Regions from separate parts of the Sus scrofa genome. Here region 1 is linked to region 2. Evidence: chromatin contacts called from public Hi-C data. All regions are on one chromosome and are shown on one strand. The core of a region is the stretch at or near the end of the contact, and the rest is flanking DNA. Distances in the headings are between cores, read along the strand shown.

Region 1 (6,742 bases), core at 2,921-5,420, 150 kb before region 2:
ACATTGTCAAAAAAATTAAAAATAAAAATAAAAATTATTACTACTGTCAGTACCAACACCATTCTTACCTTAGAAATGATCGGTTATTTAATACTCAATTTTAGTTTGAATGGAATTTCCATCTTAGAAAAAATCCATCACTCAAAACATAGTTTTGGAGGCTTTATTGTACTATATGAGACATCTCTTTTCAGGTAGTTTTTTTAATATGAAATTCATTTTTGCTTCAGAGAATGAGTTTACGTTGAGTAACTTTTTTTTTCCTTTTTAGCTGAAAGTCCTTCAGAAAGTTTGTAGATTTTTGTTTTTAATCATGCAAACTACCATTTCAGAGGATATAGATAAACTAACATTTTTATACACCACCACTGAGCAACAATCGGAATAAACCTGTAAGAGGGGAACAATATCTTCGGCAGAGTCTTTCAAAATTATAAAAAACGGCAGATACAAGTACTCTTGGATCCAACAATTTCATTTTCCCCATGTGCAAAGTTAATATGTAAGAGCATAAATGAGGTACATGCAGTCGTGGTTTATAAGAGCAAGAGATTGGAGAGAGCTGAAATGTCCATCGATAGATGACGTGTTAAACCAATTAGAATATATTCATAGAATGGAATATTATGGGATAGTTGAAAAAGTGAAGAAGTTCTTCATTTAATGACAAGTAAAGACCTATAAGGTATATTACTGAGTGAAAAGAAGATGTAAAAGAGTGTGTGTGGTGCGTGTGTGCTGTGGCTGCCGTCTGCGAAAAGGGGGACATTGACTGTTAATACTTGCTTACAGATGCGTAAAACCCTCTGGAAGGATGCACAGGAAGCCAATAAGCGATTGTGCTTGCGGAGAGGGATTAGATAGCTACGGGGCAGGGATGGAAGGAAGATGACACTTTGATTCATCTTGATTTTTTTTTTAACTGTGTATATATATCACCTGCTCAAACTGTTGAAACAAATTCTTGATTTGGCTTGCTTTAAGCATGATGGTTTCTTACTCAGGTAACCAGTGATATTTTTCCTACAGTCTTAGGTACTTGAATATATCACAGAACCCTTACTGTGGCCTGAAAGGGTTCATGGGATCTGACCTCTGGCTCCCCTTCCTGTCTGATCTCCTGGCTCTCTAATCCCCTTCTTCAGTATACTGCAGTCACATCGACTTTTTTGTTCCTCGAATGAGCCAAGCTGTTGCTCACTTCAGGCTTTTGTATTCACTTTTTTGCCTGGAAAACTTTTTCCCTCAGATATTTATATGGCTCATTTCCTTGCTTCATGCAGGTTTCTGTTTGAATGTCACCAATTCAGTAAGCCCTCTCTTAACCCTCTTATCTAAAATAGCACCCCCAGAGTGTTTCCATCGTGGCTCAAGGGAAATGAACCTGACTAGTATCCATGAGGACGTAGGTTCGATCCCTGGCCTCGCTCAGTGGGTTAAGGATCCAGTGTTGCCGTGAGCTGTAGTGTAGGTTTACATACACAGCTTGGATCTGGTGTGGCTGTAGCTATGGCTATGGTGTATAGGCCAGCAGCTACAGCTCCAATTCGACCCCTAGCCTGGGAACCTCCACAAGTGCAGCCATAAAAAGACCAAAAAAAAAAAAAAAAATAGCACCCAAACACCCTGTTTTTACCTTGCTTTGTTTTTCTTCATAGTACCAATAGCTCCCTGGTGTTACATTATTTCTTTTCATCTCTTTCCCCAAACCTCCATTGTGCACACTCACACAGACACACACAGACACACACACACACACACACACACACACACACACACACACACACACACACACACACACACACACACACACACACACACACACACACACACACACACACACGGATAGCTCCGTAAAGGCTGGGGCTTTGTTTTTATTTACTGTACCTCCAGTGCCTAGAATAATGCCTAGCACATAGTAAGTGTTGTAAATGACAGCTTTAGGGGGAGACTTGCTCTTTTCAGCTCCAGTCTTTTACCCCTTTTATTAGGGCATTGTTATAACATGAATTCAGAGAAAAATCTTTACTGTCTTAAGTGACTAGCTTCTCCATGTAAACTGCAGGTAGATCAGGAGTGGTGTCATTGAATGGCCATTTCTCGTCACACTGATCAGACTCTTGTAGGATTAGGTTAACCTTAATTCCTAGTAACGAAACAATCATTTAATATTCGTGTGTGATATCAAAGACTGTATGGTAATAGGCTTTTTCCAGTTTTCAATGCCTTAGTTAACAGCAGCCCAATGTACTGACCTTTGTCTGCTTTCACCCTGTTTCTCTCCAGCATTTCTTATACTGAGGCAGTGGAGATCTTAAAGCAAGCATCCGAGAACTTCACCTTCACCCCAGAGGTAGTAGTTATTTTTATATATACATATATTTATGTATGAATGTATGGTTCACTCTTATGTTTATCTGATTTCATCCTTTAAAATATCTTGGTTTTTTTGTTTTTTTGGGGGGTTTTTTTTTTTGCCTTTTTAGAGGCTGCACCCTCGGCATATGGAGGCTCCCAGGCTAGGGGTCTAATTGGAGCTACAGCTGCCGACCCATGCCACAACCACAGCAACATCAGATCCAAGCTGTATCTGCAACCTATACCACACCTCACAGCAACGCTGGGTCCTTAACCCACTGATCGAGGCCAGGGGTCGAATCCATTTCTGCTGTGTCAAGACAGGCACTCTCTCTTATTTTTACTAGCAATGTGCAATATTTGCATATCTGTACATTGGCTTTTTTTTTTTTTTTTGTCCTTTTAGAGCTACATCCGTGGCATAGGAAAGTTCCCTGGGTAGGGGTTGAATCGGAGGTGCAGCTGCCGGCCTACACCACAGCCACAGCGACACCAGATCCAAGCCATGTCTGTGACCTACACCACAGCTCACAGCAAAGCCAGATCCTTTAACCTACTGAGCACAGCCATGGATACAAGTTGGGTTCATTACTGCTGTGCCATGACGGGAACTCCAACATTGACTTTTTTTTTTTTTTTTTTTCTTTTCAACACTTACTGAACCTTGTTGAAATATTTAGAATGAAAAATAATTTTGAAGTAGCATCATATCATTTGGAATAGCAGTGACAAAAGGGTTACAAAGAAATTTTCCAAGTTTAGGAAGATGAAATTCCTTGGAAAGAATGGTAATCATAGCCTATCAGTGTAGAAATCAGCTAGTTCAGTGTTTTCCGTAGTATATTTTGAATGATGTTAACAGGTGATGATAGACAAAAGAGGTTATGTGATCAAAGAAGTTTAGGCAACACATTAAACAGCTTTCCTTTTTCTGTTGAACCTTATAGAGCCTTTTAATTTGTGAGCCACTTTGGAAAATAAGAGTTTGGGGGGTTTTTTTGTGTTTTTTGTTTTTTTTTTCCAAAACTCCTTTATTTTACTGGCAAGGATATAGGCCTGGAAAGTGGGCATGCATGTAATGTTAGAGGCAAGTCTCCTTATTCCTATTCCACTGCTCCCTTCCTGTACTTAAGATATTGCCAGACAAGTGAGAATAATAAGGTAATGTTAAGAGTGTAATACCTTTGTCCTCAAACTATTTCTTACACCAATTCCATTTCCAGTTAAGTCAGATGCTCTCTTAAGTCATAAGGGCCCTGCACTAGTTATATGTATAATCAATTGATTTCTGTGTGTAATTTTTTATTTAATGTTTTTCTTGTACCCTAGAAGCTTCATGAAGTCAGATCTTGTTTTTCTCACCACTCTTTCTAGTGCCTAGTGTGGTACTGGGATTTAATAAACACATTAGTATTTGCTGAATAAATCGATGAATAGTGTTACAAATATTCATCAAAGAGCATCTGATACACAAGTTGACTCTTTTATCTAAAAAAAAAAAAATTCACTGGAAGAAGCCGTCTAGCCAAAGATAGACTCAATATTAGGAATATCATCTTTAATCATTTAATTTCCTGAAACTGTGATTCTGAATCAGCTTTTATACACCATGGAAAACATACTGTGTTTTCTTATAGATGCTATTCATCTGCTAAGTGCTCCCTGAGATGGAGCACAGAAAGCACAGTGTTTATCTGCTGGTTTCAGCTTTCATCTTTCCAGGCCTTTGGATACTCTTGTTAACACACATCTCTCTCCAGTTTATCTGTCTGTGTAACCTCAGCAGACAGCTCCACGCATCCCTGATCCTCCGGGAGAGGAAGCCCTTGGCACTGATGAAAGTTATTTTTAGGTCCTACATTGTCTGTTTCAGCTCTGTCTTCTCCTGTGGTCATTTCTTTTTCTCATTACAGTGGGGTGCTGATCTACACACGGAGCATGAAAAGTACCTGGTGAAGCATTGTGGTGACATCCCGGTCTTTGTCATTAATTATCCCTTATCTCTCAAGCCATTCTACATGAGGGATAACGAAGATGGCCCTCGGCACACAGTAAGAAGAGACATGTGTAAACTGGGGTTAGGCAGTTCAGAGTCTGGGGCTTTCCCTCGATTTAATTTCTTTTACCCTTGGCCATATTTTCTTAAATTCTATGCGTCACTCTTCCCACCTCTTAAAATGGTAACAAAGGCACCTCTGGCAGTGTGTTCCCGGAGAAGATCCCGGAGTTCTGGAAGCGTACGTCCTCATTTCTGTTGCAGGGTGGCCTTCTCCGTGGAGCGGGCGTGAATGTAGGTGTGTTTGTTTTGGTGTTTAAATGACTTAGAGCACGAGAGCCCTGTATAGCAATATGCCCGGTCTGCTGTCAAGTTAAATACTGATTAGGAGACTGCAGGGGTGGGTGAGTGTTGGGTAGAGATGATAGAGTGGCATGATCAGACAAAGGGAGAGCGAGGTCGGCAGAGCAGGCAGCTCGGAGTGCTGTGTTATCAAGTCGAGATAGTCGGGGGAGCACTGGGGAGGGAGCCAAGAGGTCTGGGCAGGCGTCCTTGTGGACCGTCCTCTTCCAGCTCCTCCGTCTGTCTGCTCTCTTTACCGCTTCTCCTCTGTTCTTCCTTTACCCTCAACTGCAGTTGCTTTCTGAATTCTGATTTCCTTTTTTTCCTCTTTTTTGTTTCTTCTCCTCTTTATAAAATTGGCAGTGATGTAAAATAAGAATATATGTGAGCCTTTAAATAAATATTGAATAGTTATATATTTAGTAGCATTAATTGTAAAAGTCCGTGAGACAGATATGTTTCTCTCAGAAAAGGTCCCATACCTAAACTGTGCTATCTGGAGCTTTTCACTTGTCTCTAGATAAATCCCAGCCAGAAGGTGTAGATCAGGACCTACCGGTAAATAAAATGACTTCATCTTAGGTATACAAGGTTATTGCTTTGAATGTATTTCCTGTCTTCTCTTACAGCATTACAAAAACAGTATTAGCCACCAATTAGTGTAAGGAAGCGCTGTCATCTCTAAGTCTCAAAACAACCTTGCCAGAGCTCCCGCTGTGGTACGGCTCATATCCGAACTCCATATGCCATGGGGTGGCCAAAAAAGAAAAGTACTAATTCCCAGAACAACCCTGCCAAGTAACTTATTGTTTAACCCATTTTATGTATAGAAAACTGGGTGCATAGAGACTGATTGCATCCCCAAGGCTGCATGGGTGATAAGTGACAGGGTCAGTATTTAAACCAGATTCCTTCTGGCTCTGAAGTCTGTGTTCTTTTCCACTCTGTCACACTGCCGCAGAACCCCAAATATAAAATTGCATTTTAACCACTGATTTTACTCACCCCCAGCTTTCACACCAACGTTATCCAAAACCAATGAGCAGCGCAATTGATTTATGATTCTCATTTTCTCTTTTCCTTACCAACTCTGGTATAACTGATTATGAGAAACGAAGGCCCACAAGTTGGCAGCAAAGAAAATAGTGTCTAGGGCATAGATTATCCAGTCTTAGATAATTCACAGTGTTGAGCTTTCATCACAAAACAGTGGTGCTGTGTCGTTTCTCTTGGCTTTTTTTTTAATCACTCCGCCCTATCCTACTTCCACCTCCCTCCCCATCACACACTCCATGTAGTCCTCTCATAATTTTCCTGCGTAGAGCAATTTTCAGTCTTGCACTAGTGCATCTCTCTCTCTTTTTTTTTTTTTAGTTAATGCAAACTTTATTTATAAAAGATTCTTAAGTTAGTTGTATCATGCCATGCATTCATACAGAATACAGCGACCCTTCCAGGCTATAAGAAGAGCTCACAAACACAAAGGAAAACTAGTAAAGAGTTTCTAAGAGGTAAAAGCTAGGAAAGATTAGGACACCTTTACAAATGAGCAATTAAAAATAGAACAAAAGAAAAAGGAAATGGAAACTCGTTGGAGCTGAGAGGAGGGCAGCTCTTTCCAGGTCTGTACACTAAACTAAGACACAGACCCTTGTGCATTTTTTAGAAATACTCTGCTTAAGGCTTTCCTTCTCTGTAAAAGCCTTTTTGCACGGATTTCTGTAGCATTTAAGGAATTAGTAAAACTGATCGTAGAATGTCTGTTTTTTGTAGTCTTTGTGTAAGTTTCGCTTTCTCAAATGAAACTCCTGACATCTTCAGGATGGTGAGTGAGTATTCTGTAACCACCACAGCATCGAGTACTCCTGCCTCATCCCTCCAATGTGATTTCCAATTATTCCCTCTAATTGCACCGCTGAAGGCCTGGGATCACTTTATTAAGCGCAACAGACTTTCTTTTTTTTTTTTTTTATTTTATTGGAGTTGACTTATAATGTTGCATTTGTTTCAAGTGTAAAGCAAAATGAATCAGTCATACATATGAAT
Region 2 (7,445 bases), core at 1,621-4,120:
AACATGGGTACACACATAGTGTTCAAGACCCTGCTTTCAGTTCTTTTTTTGGTATAATCTCAGAAGTGGGATTGCTAGGTCATATGGAAATTCTATTTTTAATTTTTTTGAGGAACTACCAGACTGTATTCCATGGTAGCTGAACCATCTTCCATTCCCACCACAGTGCCCAAGGGTTCCACTTCCTTCACATCATTAACAACGCTAGTTATTTTCCATTTTTTTGAAAGCAGTCATCTCGGTGGATGTGGGGTAGTATCTCACTGTGGTTTTGATTTGCATTTTCATAATGATTAGTGATGTTGAGGATTTTTTCAGGTGCTTATTGGCCATTTGAATATCTTTTTTGGAGAAATGTCTCTTCAAATCCTCTGCCTGTATTTTAATCAGGTTATTTTTGTTGCTGTGCTGAGTTGTAACAGTTCTTCCTATAGTCTGGATATTAACCCCTTAAAATCACATATATGATCTGCAGCTATTTCTCTTATTCCATGGGTTGTCTTTTTGGTTTTTTGATTGTGTCCTATGATTCACAGAAGTTTTTAATTTTTACATAGTTCACTTGACCTATTTTTTTTATTCGGTTACCTGTGCTTTTGGGGTTATAGCCAAGAAATCATTGCCAATTCCAACATCATGGAGCTTTCCCTGTATGTTTTCTTCTAAGAGTTTTTGTAGTTTTAGATCTTACATTTAAGTCTTTGATCCATTTTTAGTTAATTTTTTTGTACATGGTTTATGAAGTCCATGTTCATTCTTGCTTTCCCATCACCATTTGTTCCATCATTTTATAGGCATGATAATCCTGGGATGTGTTATGACTGTCTTATAGATGAGAAAACAGAAGTTGAATTATTTCTGGGCCCTTGGTAACCTAGGTAAGCCACAGGCATAAAAGAAGGGGAAAAAGACCATTTATGATGTAAAGTGAGGGGAAGAAGGGAATGGAGAGGGAGGAAGATAAACTGCACAGGCAGCTAGCCCTGAGCGGGACTCAGTAGCTTCTGGGGCACTTGAGGGCACTTCTACTTCTGCCCCTTGACTCTCCTCTTCCCTCGGCTGTCTGTACTTCTCTGATTCTCCTAGGGTAGCTCCTTCAGTTTGCTGACTCTGGTGAAATTCTTTTAGGAGGGTCATTTAGTCTGTCCCAACCTGTCTTCTCAGCCTTCTCTGTGTGATTTCCTTTCAGCCACCGTGAACCTGTACTTGAGCTGTGTTGGTCTCAGGGCTCCAGAAACAAGTCCTAACTTTAACCACAAGGTCATTTTAGTCTCGCTGCCTCTAGTGCAGTGCTCTGTTTTCCGGGGGCCCCATGTTCATCTCTACATCGCCACAGCATGTGGCACGTGCCACCAACAGAAGTGGGTGCTCAGTAAATATGGTGAAAAGATGACTGGACAGTTTTTGTTCATAGTGATTATGAACGCATAACCATCCAGCATGTGCATTTCCGCCTGACTTGGAGGGATTTTAAAAGATCATGTGACATGGTTCCTGCCTGCCATGGATGGCAGTCTACTTAGGAAAGGACGAGATACTTTTACCTGCCCTTTCCTATTCTGTTAACATGTAGCCCTTGCCATTTTATGAGTGGCAGGGAGGACTGGTCTTAGCTCCATTTCACTGTTAGGATGCTAAAGCACAGCAGCGTTGAGGGCTTTGGCTGAGGTCACCCAGATAGACGATTGAGGTGGGACTTGACCTGGGTGACTGACCAGGAAAGATGCTTCCCACTTGAAACAACTCAGTTTGTTCATCCACAAAATGAAGATAATATCATGTACTTCCCAGGTGGCTGTGAGTACTGACAATCAGTGTACGTGAGCAGAGTTTAGCACCATACTGACACATCATATTGATGCTCACGTGCCAGCCATTATTATGCTGGTGCTTTGTCCCTCTTGTAACACACTGGCTGTTACTTTGCAGAAGAGCTTGAAAGTTCCATCACAATAATGTTGCCTCAGACTGTTGGGAATATTAGCAACTACTCCCGTTTACATGTGAGTCCGATGTAAAGTACCTCATGTGATGCCTCTCCGACTCAGGGGGGCCATGGATGACTCCTTTACTTCCCCTCCTGGCTTTGTGCTTTAATGAGTGAATTACATGAGTCTTGATACTTCTAAGTCCAGAGGCTAAGGAATAATCCAGTTAGGGCTAGAACAGAGACTTCTCTCATAACTTCGAGACTGAGCTCTCTTAGTTACTCTTTCTGCAAGCTTCTCTACATTCCCTTCACTGTGTGTGGGTGAGTGTCAGTGTGCATCCGCGTACACACATGTGTATGCGTGTATGATAGTGGATTTAAGTTGGTAAGATCACTGAGCATAGTAGAAGCTAATCTGTACCGATGTCTTATTTTCAATTTGCAGAGGCCCCAGGGCACTTGCGTGATAAATGGTGCCATGTAAATTAAAATGCAACTAAGGATCTCTTCAGTGTTTCTTGAATTAAGTTTATTATGTGTGCTAATTTGCACCTAGAGGCTTTTGTTGTTATTTGTTGTAGTGACTGTGGCAGTAATGAGCCTGCTCCCAGCATAGCTTGGCATGTGCCCCATAGACAGTTTATTTGCATTTGGCAGGACTCCATGGTGTACCCTGAACAAAGGAATCAGCCTCTTTGGGGGCTGGAAAAAAAAGTCACAGGGAGGCTGTGAGTCTTGCTCATGATCCCCAACGATCCTGAGTTGGGGGATTACCAGGCCGTTCTTGTTCCATTCCTAACTAGGCTATTCCTTAACCTCTGGAATATCAAGTCCCTTGTAATTCACCCATAAAAGCACAAAGGCAGGGGAGGGGTGGGGGTGGAGGGCCAAGGAAAGGCACCATTCACTGAGCATCTGAGTCAGACAGAAATCACATGAGCTGCTTTACATAGGCTCACATGCAAAGCAAGAGTGGCTATTAATATTCTCTGCAATCCAGGATCTGATCCAGTCCCAGGACTATCTGCTTTATTGTAGTGGGTAACACTTTGTTTATCTGGCAACTGCATTGATCCAAACCATTTGAAGAACTTTAAAAAAGTCTTCAGAGTGGTCCCAGAGGTCACGCTAATGCTTATGCACTTCTGATTCTCATGACAATCTCCTCAGATAAACAGAGCAGGTGATTCTTTCTTGAGGAGTCTTAGAGAGGTCTTGGACCTTTCCCGCGATCACACGGTAAATAGCAGACTGAGGATTGAACCCAGGTTCCTTGGGAGATCACCACCTAAAGATTCTCTAATGCTAAGAGTCAACAGAAAGCTGTGTATTGTTGAATAATGTCTTATTTTCAGTTCCTGTTTCTGCTACCATCGTTGAGAGTCCTAATACTTCGGACCTAAGAAGCTGGAGAAATTCTTGGATGAAAGCTATAAAGGCAGGTCTGAGTTTAAAAGAGGAAGGCTTGGTTAGCAAGAAGAGCTCAGAGGAAAAAAGTCAGGAGTCCTGGCTTTGGCACTTCATAGGTTTTCTTATCTATGGTTAAGTTATTTAGCTGCTTCATGCTCCAGTTGCTTCATCTTTAAAATGGGATAATAATAGTAACTACTCATAGGATGGTTGTAAGGATGAAATATATCTATAGTACCATAGCTCAGTGCCTGACATGGAGTAAATGTATGTAGTTATTATTCTTGTACATAAACACCACACAGCTTGGAGAAAGTGCAAAATAATCTCCCTCTTACTTTTCCCTTTTTTTTTTTTTTTTTTTTTTTTTGCACTCTAATCCTGGGTTTATTCAATACAAACCTTTTACTCTATACAGCAAAGTGCAGGCACAACGATATCTAAAATGCTGCAAAGTTACAAAACTCAGAACAAAATTTATAACATTCACTGTACAATAAAAGCCAAAAAGCAATGAACATGTTGCCAAGGTAACCTGCAAGACCACCATGAATACACAACACAAGATCCCGTGATGACCTGGCAGAGCTGGCTCTCAGCTTGCTCACCAGTTTCAGAAAAAGCAGGGGAGGGAGACATGGGCTGAGTGTGTGCATGCATGTGCATTTAGTACATGTGAAAAGAACCATTTGGGGCTGATAAAGGAGGGTATCTGACCCTAAGGTCAGAAGGAGACTCAAGCAGGGGAACAGGGCCAGGCTAACAGGAACGGCAGCTGCCTGAAAGCACACCCTTTCCTGAGGAATTCTGGGAGACCGACAGCTTAGAGCATAGACCTGGCCACCAGACTGGCCCCAGGTCATCTGTGGAATAGAAAAACCTGCTCCCAGGCTGAGACTGTACCACCACCTGGAGCCCCCTGCTCATCCCTGCTAGCTTTGCCACCAGACTGACTCTCAGGAACTAGAAACATGAGGTCTCCACATTTTCTAGCTAGAAAACGAGGGCCTCTTTATAGGCAGACCCCAAACCAACAGCCTTTCTGCAGGTGGAACTCTGCCCCAAAGGAAATGTTTCAGTTGCTGCCCTCACCTTTGGAGCCTGTCCCTGAGTGAGGGACCTCTTTCCTGTTGCTACTCCTTCATCCAGAAAAGTGACAGAAGTGAGTTCGATGGGATACGAGTCACAGTGGTCAAGCTTCAGTAGCCCTGCTTGTCAGAGGAGGTGGAGCTGGAGTGGCTCCTGTGGCCACTGGAATAGTCAGGGGAACCTGCAAGGAGGGGCGCGTGACCTCCTCATCGATGGGGGTGACCTGTGCCACGTTCTCCTGGAAGGGCAGAATTCCCCAAGGGTGGCCCAGGCTAGGGGACCAGCACAGTGGTGGCCATCGATTTGTCCTCCATTTGTGCTTCAACACCTTCTCTGCTTCATCTGGATTCTCAAGCTCCACGTATGCGTAGCCTTTAGACCCATAAGGGTGCATCTTTTCTACAGGCATGTCCATCATTTAAATTTTCCCTGGGTAGAGAATATCTCCACAATGGGATCCATGGTCACCTTCCTGGGGAGCCTCCCAGTGTGCACTTCAGTGGGTTTCCTTTCCTTTCCATCTCTTTTTCGGGGTATGGGTATGGGGCAGGAACGCCGCCTGTTGTCAGGTCTGAAGGCCAGAGGAACTGCAGGTGCTGGGGCTGCAGAATGTGCCGCAGCTTCCTGAGCAGCTTGCTGCCAGGCGCTAGAGCGGCTGCTGGAGCCTGCGCTGGACCGACACCTGGTGCTGCTCCTACCACTGGAAACGCTGGACCTCTTTCGAGTTTTATCCTGCCAGGATCCTTCTCTCTTGACTCCTTGGTGACCCCTTTGTCTTCAGAGCAGCCCTTGGCCTGCTCATCAGGGCCATCTTTGCTTTGGCGATGAGAGGAGCTCTAGTGCTGGACTTATTATTTTGTTTGACTCCTAACAAGCTCTTTTTTTGTCATTCCTCATAAATCCCTTCTCCCCTTCTGCTGTGTTCAGAAGCAGCGGTGGTGGCCTCATTTATCTGAACTCTCACTTCTAACTTGAGTCTGAGAAACGATCTCCGATTGGTTGCTTTGTGCACCAAAGGGTGATCTCTGATTGGTTGCTGTGTGCACCAAAGGGCAGCGTCTTTTCGCCCTGCAACCTCCTCCCGCTCTCCTCAGCTGCTAAGGCCAGCCTTCCCTGTATTTTATTATTTTTTCCCCATTTTATTATTATTATTTTTAATAGTTATTTCCCCAAGACAATTTTTTTTCTACTGTACAGCATGGTGACCCAGTTACACACACGTACACATTCTGTTTTCGCACATTATCATGCTCCCTCATAAGTGACTAGACATAGTTCTTATTGAAGAAGTACAGGGAAATAATTTCTCTTTACCCCTTTTCCTCCTTCTCGTCTTCCTCCATTTCTTCCTCTTCCTCCGTAGGAGAGCGTGGCTCAGCACTTACATTAACACCAGGAGGCATTCAGCTGATCGTGGCAGGCACCGGATTCCTGACATCTTACATGATATTCTGCTATATGACACAGACATGCCAAAAAAAAAAAAAAAAAAATTCAGGAGTTCCCATCGTGGCACAGCAGAAACGAATCCAACTAGGAACCATGATGTTTCGGGTTTCATCCCTGGCCTCGCTCGGTGGGTTAAGGATCCAGCATTGCCATGAGCTGTGGTATAGGTTGCAGGCACGGCTCGGATCTTGGCGTTGCTGTGGCTGTGGTGTAGTCTGGCACCTGTATCTTGGATTAGATTTTTAGCCTGGGAACCTCCATATGCTGAGGGTGTGGCCCTAAAAATCAAAACAAAACAAAAAACATTGTTTCCAAGCCTAGAATTGAAAGGGAAGTCAGTATTCTTCATCATTTACAGCAAGGCGTGAACCTCATATCTGTCAATAATAGCTCCAGCATGGCACAGCATTATTTCTTAGATGTAACTGTGTCAGTGGAGCTTACCTATGCCTCTTTCCTTGTGTCTCCCACCCCATCTCAGAGTCTCAGCTGTCTGGTCTCCCCCTGACTCGGCCCACTGAGCTTCTAGCAGGAACCTCTCTGAGGACCCCCATCCCTGTCTGGTGACCTCCTCTCCCTGAGTCTAGATGCCTGGCTACCCTGGTAATCTAATTGCAACTTAGATATTTGCAAAAAGAATTAATGAAGAAACGCATGTATTGAGGCAGTATAAAAGCAATATAATAACCAGTGTCAAGTCATTAACCCCCCACTGCCTGGCCAAGGGCCTGGCCCGAAGCAGTGGCTCCGTGAAGATGTTACATAAACGATTACTTTAGGTGTAATACATGCTTCCTCCTTTGTTAAACTGTTCTCGTATCATATATAAACTTTCCCATTTCTGTCCTCTAGTAGAACTTTATTGTTTAAACGTTTATATTCTTATTTAAGGAAAGAAAATAACCAGCCTCTCTCTTCTACTTCACAACAGTGCTGCCGGATTATCATCTTCATTTTATAGTTGAAGGTTGGTGATATGAAGATCCCAAGCTCATGCAGTTCATAAGTAGGAAAGCAGACCCCAAGACATACTTCCAGCTATTAAATTATTTCTGTTGCAACATGTTATACAGAAGAATTGTATTTTATTTAGTTGTGTTCACCCCTAGAGTAGGAGCCCTTTGAATCAAAGGACAGTCTCCAGCTGCTGCGTGTGCTTCCCAGAGATTCACACATAATGAATGTTTGAAAGCCAAGTGTCCATTTTAACAGGGTCCTCAGTGCTGGAATCGAAGGGATGACCCATGCAGAATTTCATATAAAATCAGTGTTGAGAGAGAGCATGGTTTAGGGGGAAGACAAACCAAACTCTTGCCCTTAGGTCGAGAGTTCCATAATGGGCCTTCTTAACCTTTTAAGACAGACTGGAGGGCACACCGCCGCAGGTCCTCTTTTGGATAATTGGAACCACCAAGCGTATCCTTTACCCTCTCCTGTAAAGGCCGCCGTCTGATACATGCTGCCAGATTCAAGAGAAGTGGTGGTTAACATTACAGTCCTGGGCGAAGGTGCTCCCCAGCTAACTAAAGACTCGTCACTATTGATATCTGGGCTTCTATTAATACTC

What was found. Hi-C and Micro-C count contacts between places; a contact is called where the count stands out from the background.
Region 1: a Hi-C map of heart right ventricle shows a contact between it and region 2, with 1.7 times the contacts expected there. The contact joins two enhancer-like sites. A contact is called at or near these places in 4 of 47 Hi-C or Micro-C datasets (embryonic fibroblasts, heart right ventricle, liver and 1 more).

What each region holds. Positions count from the first base shown.
Region 1 is chr9:12,901,094-12,907,835 of Sscrofa11.1, reverse strand. NARS2 (probable asparagine--tRNA ligase, mitochondrial) reads left to right here. Exons shown (of 14, transcript XR_002335551.1): 10 at 2,287-2,353; 11 at 4,272-4,409. Among named protein-coding and RNA genes, the nearest start is that of GAB2, 53 kb to the right of the region's middle. Within about 2 kb of position 4,170, at least 11 of the 83 cell types and tissues checked have an H3K27ac peak or open chromatin away from gene starts, as enhancers often do.
Region 2 is chr9:12,753,631-12,761,075 of Sscrofa11.1, reverse strand. All of the region lies in intron 1 of GAB2 (GRB2-associated-binding protein 2), which reads left to right. Among named protein-coding and RNA genes, the nearest start is that of GAB2, 94 kb to the left of the region's middle. Within about 2 kb of position 2,870, at least 17 of the 83 cell types and tissues checked have an H3K27ac peak or open chromatin away from gene starts, as enhancers often do.